Linked DNA regions of Sus scrofa: region 1 is linked to region 2. Evidence: chromatin contacts called from public HiChIP or PLAC-seq data. All regions are on one chromosome and are shown on one strand. The core of a region is the stretch at or near the end of the contact, and the rest is flanking DNA. Distances in the headings are between cores, read along the strand shown.

Evidence for each region. HiChIP or PLAC-seq counts read pairs in DNA pulled down with a chosen protein or histone mark.
Region 1: an H3K27ac HiChIP or PLAC-seq map of alveolar macrophages shows a contact between it and region 2. The contact joins two enhancer-like sites. A contact is called at or near these places in 3 of 47 Hi-C or Micro-C datasets (brain, embryonic fibroblasts and epiblast stem cells) and 1 of 2 datasets of contacts at active chromatin or transcription factors (alveolar macrophages).

Annotation. Positions count from the first base shown.
Region 1 is chr7:49,616,593-49,619,930 of Sscrofa11.1, reverse strand. No RefSeq gene overlaps it. Among named protein-coding and RNA genes, the nearest start is that of CEMIP, 4.3 kb to the left of the region's middle. Within about 2 kb of position 1,305, at least 7 of the 83 cell types and tissues checked have an H3K27ac peak or open chromatin away from gene starts, as enhancers often do. A contact at or near this core is called in alveolar macrophages, where this site is marked.
Region 2 is chr7:49,498,796-49,502,206 of Sscrofa11.1, reverse strand. No RefSeq gene overlaps it. Among named protein-coding and RNA genes, the nearest start is that of ABHD17C, 40 kb to the left of the region's middle. Within about 2 kb of position 1,831, at least 7 of the 83 cell types and tissues checked have an H3K27ac peak or open chromatin away from gene starts, as enhancers often do. A contact at or near this core is called in alveolar macrophages, where this site is marked.

The DNA.
Region 1 (3,338 bases), core at 56-2,555, 120 kb before region 2:
AGAGAGTAGATCTGGGCTCTGCGTGGCATAAAGTCTCTGGTGAGACGCCTGTGCCACAGGCATCTGCGAGGCGAAACAGGGAAGGAGGACTCTTGTCTGGTGATGGGTTCTGAGAAGTGCTTAGTCATGTTTTCTCAAAGCACAGAAATGTCCAGCACATTCCTTGGGGTCCAGTTTTCTCCATCACAGACCAGTGCCCCAGGGAGGATGGAGCAATGCTGATGAATTACAAACGCGCTCCGCGTGTCTAAAAGCAGATTCTTCAGCCAGAGCTCCGTTCAGCACTTCCACTCAGCACTCAGTAACGGACGGGGTCTGCAGGCAGTTCTTTTTTTAGATGAATGTTGGAAGCACGCCTCTGGCATAATTACTACCTGCACTCCCCTCAATTCAAGGTCTTGCTCTTATACATGCAGAGACAGGCTCTGGTCAAGAAAGGCTGTGTTGGTTTCCTGGTTTTTGTCTGAATTCCCTAGCAGACAGACTCCAGAGAGAGGAGAATTTTTTTTTTTTTTTTTGCTGCACCCAAGGCATATGGAAGTTCCCAGGCTAGGGGTCAACTTGGAGCTACAGCTGCCAGCCTACGCCACAGCCACAACAATGCAGGATCCAAGCCACATCTGTGACCTACACCACAGCTCATGGCAATGCCAGATCACCGACCCACTGAGCAAGGCCAGGGATCAAACCCGCATCCTCCTGGATACAAGTGGAGTTTGTTTCTGCTGTGCCACAACGGGAATTCCAAAAGAAATGTTCTGAAATGCTGTGATCCCACCCAGAAAGCCTGCCCTTCCTCCAGGTGCATTTGCCTCCAGGTGAGGTGCAGCCTCCTCAGTCACATCAGTGCCATCGAATGGCCTGCCCACTCACTGGTCCCACAAGCTCCCCAAGTCTGGCATTTTCAGTCTGCTGGCAGGACCCAAATCCACCGCTTGGAGGGAGAGTCACCACGTTCTACCCTCTGGCCAACAAAGCCAGCCCTCTGCCCCCATGGCAGCCTGCCTGCCTGCGAGACGTTTAAATGCTGTCTACACCTGTGACTTCATCCTCCAAGCCCCAGACCTGGTTTTTCCAGGCAAACCTGAGCCGAGGGGGACATGGAGAGTTGGGAAGCAGCTGGGGTAAGGAGAGTAGCTGTTGGCTTCCAGGCTTCCCGTCTCCCCCTCCTCCAAAAAAAATATGAAATCTCAGGCATCCCAATTCTAATATTTAAATTCCACCAACAGGGGTCGCCCTTGGACACAGAGCCTGAAGCTGGCATCTAAAAAGGGAAATTCCCAGCCTCCTGCCCTTGAGCCAAATTTCCAGGACTCATAACTGCTCAGTTCCTGTTTTGCTGGTTGCAGATGAGGTTGCCCAGCTGAGAAGAGACAAGTCCTCACTTTTCTGGTGAGTGGAGGTATGCATTGGAATTTGGGCTGGGAAATCAAGGAACACTGGCCAAGCCGTCAGGAGCTCTGAAAATGGATTTCTACATCTCCTCCTGCAATGTCATCACCATACAGAAAGAACATTCTTTCCTGTGTTTTTTCCTCTCTCAAATACTTGTAAACTTGTCTGTGTGCACATGGTATTTCCATAGCACATGGTTCTTTTTTGCAAATGCAAAAATTGTTTGTGTTCTTTGCAAAAGAACCCATACTTGGAAATTTCGGAAAGTGAGCAAAGGCGAAATCACCTAATTGCAAACATAATGTATTACATTACAAAAAGCTCAGTAAAACATAGAAAAGCACAAAGGAAAAATATCACTTCTACTCACAGATCATCTCTAGGAACTCATCATATATGATCAAGTGTTTTTCCATGTATAAGTTACATATACAGCTGTACAAATTCATACAGGTATGTATGTATTCCACAAGTAGTTCAATGTTTAGCTCAAAATCCTTCTCCTCCACCAGCGTGCACCTTCTAGGAGAATGGGGTCAGTCTCCAAAGTTCACCTACAGTGGCTCCTACAGTATCCAGCATAGAGTTGACATGTAGGAGGTGTTTACATTATAAGGCTGCACCTGCAGCACATGGAAGTTCCGGGGCTAGGGGTCAAATCAGAGTCGAAGCAACACTAGATCCAAGCTGCGTCTATGACCTACACCACAGCTCACAGCAACACCAGATCCTTAACCCACTGAGCAAAGCCAGGGATTCAGCCCGAATCCTCATGGACACTATGTCAGGTTCTTAACCTGCTGAGCCACCACAGGAACCCCAGATGAACATTTTTAATTAAAATAACATATTCATACATGAGTTCATGGAATAATAAACCCAGATGATTCATACACATTTGAAAAGAGGCTCAACTTTGCCCATAGACAAAGAAATGAAAACGAATGCTATGTTGAAATCCCTATCAGACTGGAAAAACCCAAACATTTGCTGATACCACTTTTTTGGGGTTGGGGTGAGGATGGAGAACAGAGGTTGCCTCATACCTTGCTGATGAAAACTCAACTTGGTACAACCTCTGAGCGCAGTTTGCCAAGATTTTTGAAAATGTGTATAATGTTGGACTCAGCAATTCCACTTACAGGAATTTATCCTATAGACAGAATTGCACAATGTGTGAAATGACATGTGCAGTGTTATACATCGAAGCCCTATTTGTCATCACAAAAAAACTGAAAACATCCTATGTGCCTAGTAGTAGGGCTACCTAACTTTTGCTACATTTATATGGTTGCGTACTGTGCACCTATTTTTTTTAAAGAATAAGGATCAGGGAGTTCCCATCATGGCTCAGTGGTTAACGAACCTGACTACTAGCATCCATGAGGATGCGGGTTTGATCCCTGGCCTCGCTCAGTGGGTTAAGCATCCAGCCTTGTCGTGAGCTGTGGTGTAGGTCGCAGACTCGGCTCAGATCCTGTGTTACTGTGGCTGTGGTGTAGGCTGGTGGCTACAACTCTGATTTGACCCCTAGCCTGGGAACCTCCATATGCCGAGGGTGTAGCCCTAAAAAAAAAAGGCCAAAAAAAAAAAAAAAAAAGAATAATATAATGATCAGTTTTAGTTTTACGTATTAAAATGGAAAGTCAAAGTGTAAATCAGTATATATAGCAAACCATCATTTGTCCAAAAGGGGAAAGTAAAAGGAGTATATATTTGCATTTACTTACAGATATAAGAAATCACCTTGGGAGTTCCCGTCGTGGCGCAGTGGTTAACGAATCCGACTAGGAACCATGAGGTTGCGGGTTCGGTCCCTGCCCTTGCTCAGTGGGTTAACGATCCAGCGTTGCCATGAGCTGTGGTGTAGGTTGCAGACGTGGCTCGGATCTGGCGTTGCTGTGGCTGTGGCGTAGGCCAGTGGCTACAGCTCCAATTCGACC
Region 2 (3,411 bases), core at 582-3,081:
CCGAGAGAGAGAGAGAGAGAGAGAGAGAGAGAGAGAGAGAGAGAGAGAGAGAGAGCGAGAGAGTGAGAGCGAGAGAGTGAGAGCGAGAGAGAGAGAGAAAGAAAGAAAGAAAGAAAGAAAGAAAGAAAGAAAGAAAGAAAGAAAGAAAGAAAGAAAGAAAGAAAGAAAGATATGGTGACCAATCAGTACTGGTTTTAGTACTGAAAGTTGTATTGCAGGAGCCTCCTCAGTCTTGGGCAAACCAGGGCAGCTGGTCACCCAGTCTGAGAGCTACTACATGGCAGCAGGCCCACGCAAGCCAGAAACCCAAGGATCATGGCTCCAAGCCTGGGAACGTCCGGATGCCTCGGGTGTGGCCTTAAAAAAAAAAAAAAAAAAAAATCCAAAGCTCATTCAAGCAAGAGGAGATACAATTTGCAAAAAAGAGAAATGGATACCTACTTAACCTTCCTAGTTATCAAGGAAATGTAAAAATATAACAAGTGAGTAAATGTTTCAAATAATATTAATAATCACACCAGTTTTGGGAAACTGTACACTCATCTCTTGGTGACACTGGTGAAAGCACCCAGTGAAATACAGCTTGGCTATTAAACCCAGCAAGTTTACGTAGCAACATGGAAACATGCTTCTAGGGGAGGCTGAGTGAGAACAGAATCAGGCCCTGCTGTGTTTACCACAACCAAACATTTTTGCATAAATGTCATCAGGGCCTGGACAAGGATTTGGAAAAATAAAAACATCTGATGTGTTTTAAGGAAAATTGTGGTGTTTTTTTTGCTGTTTTTTTCTGCGGTCTATTGTTGCGGTTTCATTCGTTTGTGTAATAAATGCGAAGAAAGGCCAACACCCCGAAATGACCCACTTTTCTGTCTTTAGCAGGCATGCGGCTCAGGACCAACTCTGCCCCTCCTAACTGGCTGGGGCGGCTGGGGACTGAGCCGGTCTCCTTCCCTCGAGCCCCACCTCCCGCTGGGTTCCTCCCCTCCCTCCCGTGGTCCCTCATCTGCCTCCACCAGCCGTCTGGGGTCGTAGTTCGGGGCCTTGAGGGGGAGAAAGGACCCATCAGGCTGGGTGCTCACTCCACGTGCCTGACAGCCAGTTGCCACGAAAGCAAGATTTTGAATCCAGCACTTTGATTTCCTCTTTCTAGTTTCTCTGTTTGCAAGAGGCCAACAGGGCAATGGCAGCCTGGGTGAGGTTCAAGAGGCCTGAACTGCCTCAAACTATTGGAAGAGAGGGAGTCCCTGTTGTGGCTCAGCAGGTTATGAACCTGGCTAGTATCCATGAGGATGCGGGTTCGATCCACGGCCTCGCTCATCAGGTTAAGGATCCAGCGTTGCCGTGGGCTGTGGTATAGGTCTCGGATGTGGCTTAGGTCCTGCGTGGCTGTGGCTGTGGTGTAGGTTGGCAGCTGCAGCTCTGATTCCACCCCTAGCCTGGGAACCTCCATATGCTGTGGGTGCAACTTTAAAAAGACAGTTAATTAATTAATTAAAAAATAAAATTATTGGAACAGAGATGACGAGGTAGGTAATTTTCTAGGTAATCTGGTACCTCATAAGAGAGATAGGAGAGAGGAGGACAAAATACCAGTATGTCCTGCCAGCTGTGGGAGGGAAGATGGAAACCCCAGGTTTGGATGTTACATCAGCCAGCCTCTAGCTCAACCTTCCATTGTACAGCCAGAGAAACTGAGGTCAAGAAGTGAAATGACACACCCGCTGCAAGTTGTTAGTCCTGGTGCCAGCTCAGGCCTGGGTTTCTCCACCCCGCACCGGCCAGCTTCAGCAGCCGCAGCTGTCTCTCTGGCCTGCCAAAGGGACGGAAATTTCTGTCATGCATGAGTCAGCCATTCTCTTTGGGAGTGGCATTCTGATCTGAGGAAGTCGAGCTAAATAGTAGTTCAATTTCCTGAAAGCGGTAACTCAGGAACTCACTGCTGGCCAGGCTGGATCACTTTGTCTAAAGGTCTAGCCATAAACTAGGCCCTGGCGGAGATGTGGACAAAGAAAGGATAGATTTTTGATGGCCAAGGAGGGACCAGGGAGAGAAGCCCAGGGTGGCTGGACACAGACGCTAGAGGGGAGGGATGCGGATGTTGGGATCAGCCCATGGTTGTGGGTGCAAGAAGACAGAGTGGGCGTGGGGCTGGGGGGCACATCCCAGGCATCTCTTCCTTGTTCTTATGAACTGGAGACGGGCACTTGCCATCTGCCTCTACAACGATTGACTCCTGAGCCACTGCAGCTGCTGACTCTCAACAGCCTCTGAAAGGAGCTCAGGGTGGGGATCAGGAGTGAGGGACTCTGGGAAAACTGGCAGGACAGGTCTTCAGAGAGTTAAGTATTTTCAGAAGATTTTATGAGCCCAATCCTTGCATCTCCTCACATCTAGAAAAGCACTGAAATCTTTCATGGTGACGTCTGCTCCTCGTGATTAGCAGTTACCTTCACGAGACTAGCAGCGACCTTCTGCAAAATGCATGCTTGATTACACGTACCTCCTTGCTTCACCCAAATCACATATATTGAGCTCCCCTCTCTTTGGGGTGTTTTTTTTTCCGGAGCTCTCAGAAATGCTGTCTCCTGGGCTATAGTCCTCATTTTGCTCCAGATAAAACTTAATTCATAGCTCTCATATTGTATACTTTTTTTTCTTTTTTTTTTTTTTTTTTTTTGCTGCCCCATAGCATATGGAGTTCCCAGGCCAGGGATCAGATTTGAGCCACAGGTGCCACCTAAGCCGCAGCTGTGCCAGGCTGGGGATTGAACCTTGGTCTCAAGACACCACTGATCCTGTTGCACCACAGCAGGAACTCCTCATGTTGTGTACTTTTTTGAGTTGACATTCTAAAGTGCAATCTTGGGCAAGTCTTTCTGAGAATTGGTTTCCCTTTTCATAAAATAGGGTAACAACACCTGCCCTCACTCCCAACAATTGAGAGGGTCAAAGGAGACAAGGTCATAGCACTTTACAAGGTGAAAGCCATCTGGTGCTGGCTGGGCCAGAGAAGACCCATGTCCAGTCCAATGGCACATGGCGCATCAGGGGCCCATCTGTGGCCACAACCATCTCCAGACTCCAGTCCAAGTGTCTGACGATGGGAAGTTCTCAGATAACTGCCAAAGTGCTTATGGTTCATACTGGACCAAGGCAATCATCCCAAGTGGTCCAGGCAGCAAGGTTTGCTGATGTGCTGGATGCAGGTCTGTGCCTAGAAATTGCTGATCTCGAGAGCCGTCCTTCTGCTTCCAGGTCCCAAATGTCCATCCTTCTGCTTCACTGTAGACTGAGCAGCATTTCCCGTGCTCTGTGGGTAGAAGGGCCCAGTTCCTTCTGGCACACAGACTCCAGGACACGGTGGGAAACGGAGCACCAGGAGGAGGATGTGAAGCCAAAGTGAAAGGA